2 separate regions of the Sus scrofa genome follow, and region 2 is linked to region 1. The links are chromatin contacts, called in public HiChIP or PLAC-seq maps. All regions are on one chromosome and are shown on one strand. Each heading gives the region's core, a stretch centred on a gene start, on an enhancer-like site or on the middle of the called end of the contact. The rest is flanking DNA. Distances are from core to core; before and after follow the strand shown.

Region 1 (2,632 bases), core at 39-2,538:
TGGACTATCACAACAGTCTTTCTATAACCCCACTCTCAGCTACAGCTTTCTCCAGCAGCCAGTGATCTTTTCAAAACATAGAGTTATGATCATTTTTCTACCACCTTACCACCCGCTACAAGGTCCTACAAGATCTGGAGACTGTCGCGCCGCTTCACCATCAACCCCAACTTCACCACAAACCATTATCCCTCCTATGATGCTGGACTACCTGGTTCTCTTTCTTGCAGTTTCTGTCCACAGCAAAAGTTATTCTAGCATCAGAGGTTTTGCACTTTTGATGTCTCCGCCTGCAAAATCCTCCCCAACCCACCCGACCCCGGATCTTGGCATGGCTGGCATCTCCTCATTCAGATCACTATTCAAATGCCACATTCTCAGGGACCTTTATTATCAAAACAGCCATCACATCTTAGCCAATCTCCACCCCATTCCGCTTCCCTTTACATAGCCTATCTCTACCTGATAAATAGTTTCGTGTTTGTCAGTCTCCCTTGGTAAAGTGAAAACTCCACGATGATGAGTGATTGCATCTACCTCGTTCACCGAGGTCTCCCTAACGGCTACAACAGTGCCCGGTCGGTAAATACCTGCTCAATGAAAAGAAGCACTTAATAAACATGGCCATCTCCCGTATTTTCCCCTCTCTCCCTTTCAGCCACAGGAATTCCTGAGGGACTTCACCCTTCCAGGCAAACCCTTGAAGCGACACCGCCAGCCCACAGGACTCTCTTTCTTCGCCAGGCGAGGAACGCCATCCTGGGAACTAACGGAGCCCCGGGGGCCGAAAGACCTGCCAAGGCCCGGCACCCGCGTCTGAGAAGCGCTGAAGAGGGCGGTGGGACAAGGCTCCCCTCTCCTCGCCTCCTGGAGACTGCCGCCTTTCTAAGCCTAAGCCTAAGCCCAGAGACAGCCTCTCAGTAGGTCGCACACACGCCTCCCGCGCCGCCAAAGTTAGCGGCCGCTGCCAATTACCTGCAGGGAACCAGCTCGAGCCACCCTGACTCCGCACCGCCATTCGCGTGAGCACCGGCCCCTTCCGGGCCACCGTAGTTCGCGGAGAGAACCCGGCGTTGCCTTCTCCCGCATGCGCAGAGGCCCTGTGCGGCGCACCGCGTTTCTTAGCAACCGCCTGGAGTCCCTCCGCCAGGGGCGGAGCATTGGAAGCCTCAGAAGGGGAAGTGAGTGAGGCCAATCCGAGAGGAGTCCTAGCCCCAATCGGCACGCCTCCCCTAACTGTCGCGAATGCGCAGGCGGCTTTACGGCAGGCAAGGGGTGGGGGCTGCTGGGGGTAGGAGGAGAGAAGGAAGCAACCAACCAACCAAGTTGTCCCCACCCCCCACCCCCACCCACTCCGGACCTGGTTTACGGCTCCGGGCTCAGGCTCCAGTGCGGCCGCTGATTGGCTGCTGAAGGCTTGGTCCCATCCCAGTGACCCCAAAGTGCTGGAGGGAGGGGGCGGGGGTGGCCCAGTGCAAAGTGCATCCCGAAAGCCCCCTGCCTGGAGCCCCCGCGGCTGGCACTTGGGACCCTGTATGACCCGGGACCTCGCTGCCCCGAGACCTCCTGTGCCCCCAGTGGCTGGGAGCCTCCGGCCCGGAGCGCGGCAGCCCCCTGCTCTGAGCCTTCAGACCGGGACTGCCCCCCCACCCGAGCCGGGACTTCCTCCCTGCACCCCTGCCCCGAGGCTGCCCGGCGGCCAGCACCGCCGCCTCAGGTCGGCTCGGCTGTGTGGATGCTGGCCGGACTGGGGCCGTGAGGCACCGAGGAGGACCAGGAACAGCCGCGTCCGGCCCTGCCTGGGCTGTTTCTTCAATGGAGAAGTTGGTGAGTGTGGAGGAGGCTGAAAGGAGGAAGAGAAGCAGCAGCTGAGGAGACAGGTAAAGTCAGTTACCTCCCGGAGGGGAAGGGGGCTGGCCTGGGAGGGAGGAGAATCCCTGCTTCTTCCTGCCTGCCTTTACCACTCTCTTCCTCTGCTCTCCCCTCCTCAGATCCCCCTCCTCCTCGCCCCGGGGCTCTGCACAGCTTTCTGCTTTCTGATCTCCAGGTTTGAGCTGGCTTGAGGAGGCGAGAGGGCAGGAAGGGTCTACCACCAGAGAAGCAGCAGAGAGCCTCTGACCAGCATCCTCCATAAAGGTAATAAGCCACTCCTCCCCTCCCCCATTGTTTATTCTTGGCCCCTACCTCATTAAGCAGTGCTTTATTTTCGGGATGGTTACCTGGGAATGCAACCCTTTCCTGGCCCCCAGTTTCCAGGCAAAACCAGAAACACTGCCTATGCCCTGATCTTTAACATTTTAATAACTTCTTTTTCCCAGGAACGTATTTTATCCCTTTTGCTCTGCACAGTGTTTTCGTGTTTTGCATTTTCTTTCGGTACACTGAACCGTGTACCCTGCTCAGAGACTTTGAGACCTTTTTGTGGTTTCCCTGCCCCTCTTACTCTCATAGGAATTCCTCAATTCCTGGTTAATTGCTTGTTAATTCTGAATGACTCTGCTTTTTAATTAAACTACAATTTTCTGCTTTCCCTGTATACTTTCCTATAACCTTTTCTCTACCTCTACCAGAAAGTCTTTTGAGTTATCTAACTGGTGAAGGTTTAGGTAGAGGAAGATACAGTAATAACTTG
Region 2 (2,632 bases), core at 92-2,591, 650 kb after region 1:
CTACTTAAAAGCTACTGGTTCAGGGGGAATGTGTTTTTGAAACAGCCAAGTGTAATAATCTATATCAGGTCTGATGAGGAAATCAAAATGCAGTGGCTGTGAAAAACTAAAAGAGTTTCTTGTCACTCACAATGGCTCTAGAGATAGCTCAGAGTTAGCCCGCAAGAGCCATGGATATGGAGAAAATGTGAAGCTCTAACCTATGCTGTTAAGTGAAAAACCACGCAACAAGATACACAGGGAGTGCCCTACACACCATCAAGCAGAGTTTTTCTCCCATTAAAAGCTGCAACTGAAACAAAAACCTATGGTACATTCACCAAAATCAATTTCAGAAGCATAAAATAGTTTCCCTTCTACATAGAGTTGTACTTCTTACTCTTAATATCAGACTAACTTTTGAAATATTTAAGTAAGTGTAAAGCCACGCCTTGATTTTTTATCAGGCACTAACCCAGGGCAGCAGCAGCTCCATCCAGGTGCCTCTGCCTCAAGGCCCTCAGCCGGGTAGACAGCTTCTGAAAGACCACGTAGAGAAGAATGCAGCAGAAGACGATGTACCAGCCATAGGTGGCCAGCAGGGAGCCCACTGGAAAGAAGAAACAGTTTTCAAGAAAGGAAAAAAGACGGGGCTTTTCCATGAAATTCCACAAAGGCAAAATGAGCCTAGTTCCTTCCGGGTCTGGCTGAGATCTCCTAAGCAGGCAGTTACAACAGGGAGAAGTGCGACAATTCAGGGACCACTGAGAAGGGACTTCTCAACCACTTGGGGAACACGAGGGGGCAAGTCCGGAGGATGTGGGGTACGCCAGCCGGGTTTCGAGGGGTGAAGGGAAGTGTACTGACTCAGGAGACCAAAGGCCTTTCAGATTCTGCCAACATATAGAAAGGGGTGACTTTGCGGGGCTAACACAGCGCCGGGGGTGCGCTTGGGGCGGGGAGCCGAGGCCTGAGGCAAACACCAAGCGGCGAGTGACCCCAGTAACCGCAACCCGGAAAGGCTTGTTCCGTATCGAGTAAAGGACTAGCGCAAAAAAAGGGTCGACGGCGCCGCCCAGGGAAGCGCCGCTCTGGGAGGGCTTCCACGCGCGCTCCGGGCCCACTGCCCGGGCCTGCGTGCGGCGCTGACAGCCGGGTGCCGGCCGGGCCTGGCCCGGGCGCAGCGGAGAACCACCCACCGAACATGGCGGTGCAAACCCTCTGCCCAGCGGCCCATGCCAACTCACCCGTGACGTGAAGGAAGCGCAGGCCTTCGGTCTCCAGGGCCGGCCGCGCGGACAGCTGGTCCCCGTCCTGCTCCATAGCCACCAGCGTAGGGCCTGGCCCGGCCGGCTGCGTCAACTGGAGCCTTCTCCTTCCGGCCAACCCCTATGTACACGTGGCGCGCCAAGCCGGCATTCAGGCGTCCGAGCCAATCGCGTCGCGACCCGGCCCAAGCGTTCGGCCAATCGTAGCGAGGGCGTGGCCGAAGCGACCCAGCGGGGAAGAGGGGAGGAGGGAGGGAGAGTTGTGAGGGCTTGAAAAGCGATTGCTCGGGAGGGGCGGTGGCTAGATCCCGGAGGAGCTGAGAGAGACCGGGGAGGGGCGGGGTGACCTGCTGCCTGAGGGGTGTCCCAGCTTCGCTGCGCCTTCGGCCTCTTGGCGACTTCCTCACAACCTCCTTAGGGAGTGTTTGCTTTTGATTGGACACCGAGGTCGTCCGGGGAGGTTGGAAACCGGATTTGCGCCCACACCCTTAATCCTGGCCCAGAAAGTCCCCGCTCGCCTAGGAGTTCTATTCTTTAGAATCAAAATCTCTGGAAAAAGAATGACCCCAACAACCAATGGCCCCACCTCGCACTGAATCTTACTGAGTGTCACAAGGCTTGATGATTATGTTTAATAGCGTCCTGGCTGTTTTCTTGGCCCACCTCCACCCCTCACCCACCGCCACCTCTCTGAGGCCAACCTTAACCACCACCCCCCCTTTTTAGGCCGCACCCAGGGCATACGGAGGTTCCAGGCTAGGGGCTGAATCAGAGCTGTAGCTCCGGGCCTGTGCCACAGCCACAGCAACACAGGATCCAGCCACATGTACAACCCATACACCACAGCTCACAGCAAGGCCGGATCCTTAACCCACTGAGCGAAGACAGGGATCGAACCCGCGTCCTCAAGGTTAACCACACTTTTTGAAATCTGACCTTGAGATTTTCTTGAAGAAGGATTTAAAGTGAAGGTACCTAGTCATGTCTCAAAAAAAGGGATGAGGATTAGGAATAGGGCCAGGAGGACCTCAGAGTGTGTGCCCACGCGAGGCTGGAGGCCCAGGGCTCCCTTGGCTGCCTCACCCAGACTTTTCTCAAGGGGGCGACCTCTGAGACTTCACAAGGGCCTTTTCAGCACTGAGTCGGAAAAGCAGTAAGAAGGGCTCCTCACTGAAGAACTTGAATTCATGTGCCTTGGCAAAGAAAGCCTGAACGTTTTACTTTTTTTTTTTTTTTGGTCTTTTCTAGGGCTGCACCCGCAGCATATGGAGGTTCCCAGGCCAGGGGTCTAATTGGAGCTGTAGCCACCGGCCTACACCAGAGCCACAGCACTGCCAGATCTGAGCCTCGTCTGCAACCTACGCCACAGCTCACCGCAATGCCGG

Evidence for each region. HiChIP or PLAC-seq counts read pairs in DNA pulled down with a chosen protein or histone mark.
Region 2: a contact with region 1 is called in an H3K27ac HiChIP or PLAC-seq map of alveolar macrophages, with 5 times the contacts expected there. The contact joins the promoter of SELENOS here to the promoter of ASB7 in region 1. A contact is called at or near these places in 1 of 5 promoter capture datasets (liver), 1 of 47 Hi-C or Micro-C datasets (alveolar macrophages) and 1 of 2 datasets of contacts at active chromatin or transcription factors (alveolar macrophages).

The regions. Positions count from the first base shown.
Region 1 is chr1:139,190,119-139,192,750 of Sscrofa11.1, forward strand. It overlaps ASB7 (ankyrin repeat and SOCS box protein 7), which reads left to right and starts at 1,289. Exons shown (of 6, transcript XM_003121646.4): 1 at 1,289-1,880; 2 at 2,048-2,136. It overlaps LINS1 (protein Lines homolog 1), which reads right to left and starts at 1,120. Exons shown (of 7, transcript XM_013993232.2): 1 at 976-1,120.
Region 2 is chr1:139,835,582-139,838,213 of Sscrofa11.1, forward strand. It overlaps SELENOS (selenoprotein S), which reads right to left and starts at 1,342. Exons shown (of 6, transcript NM_001164113.1): 1 at 1,227-1,342; 2 at 455-589. The coding sequence starts at 1,302.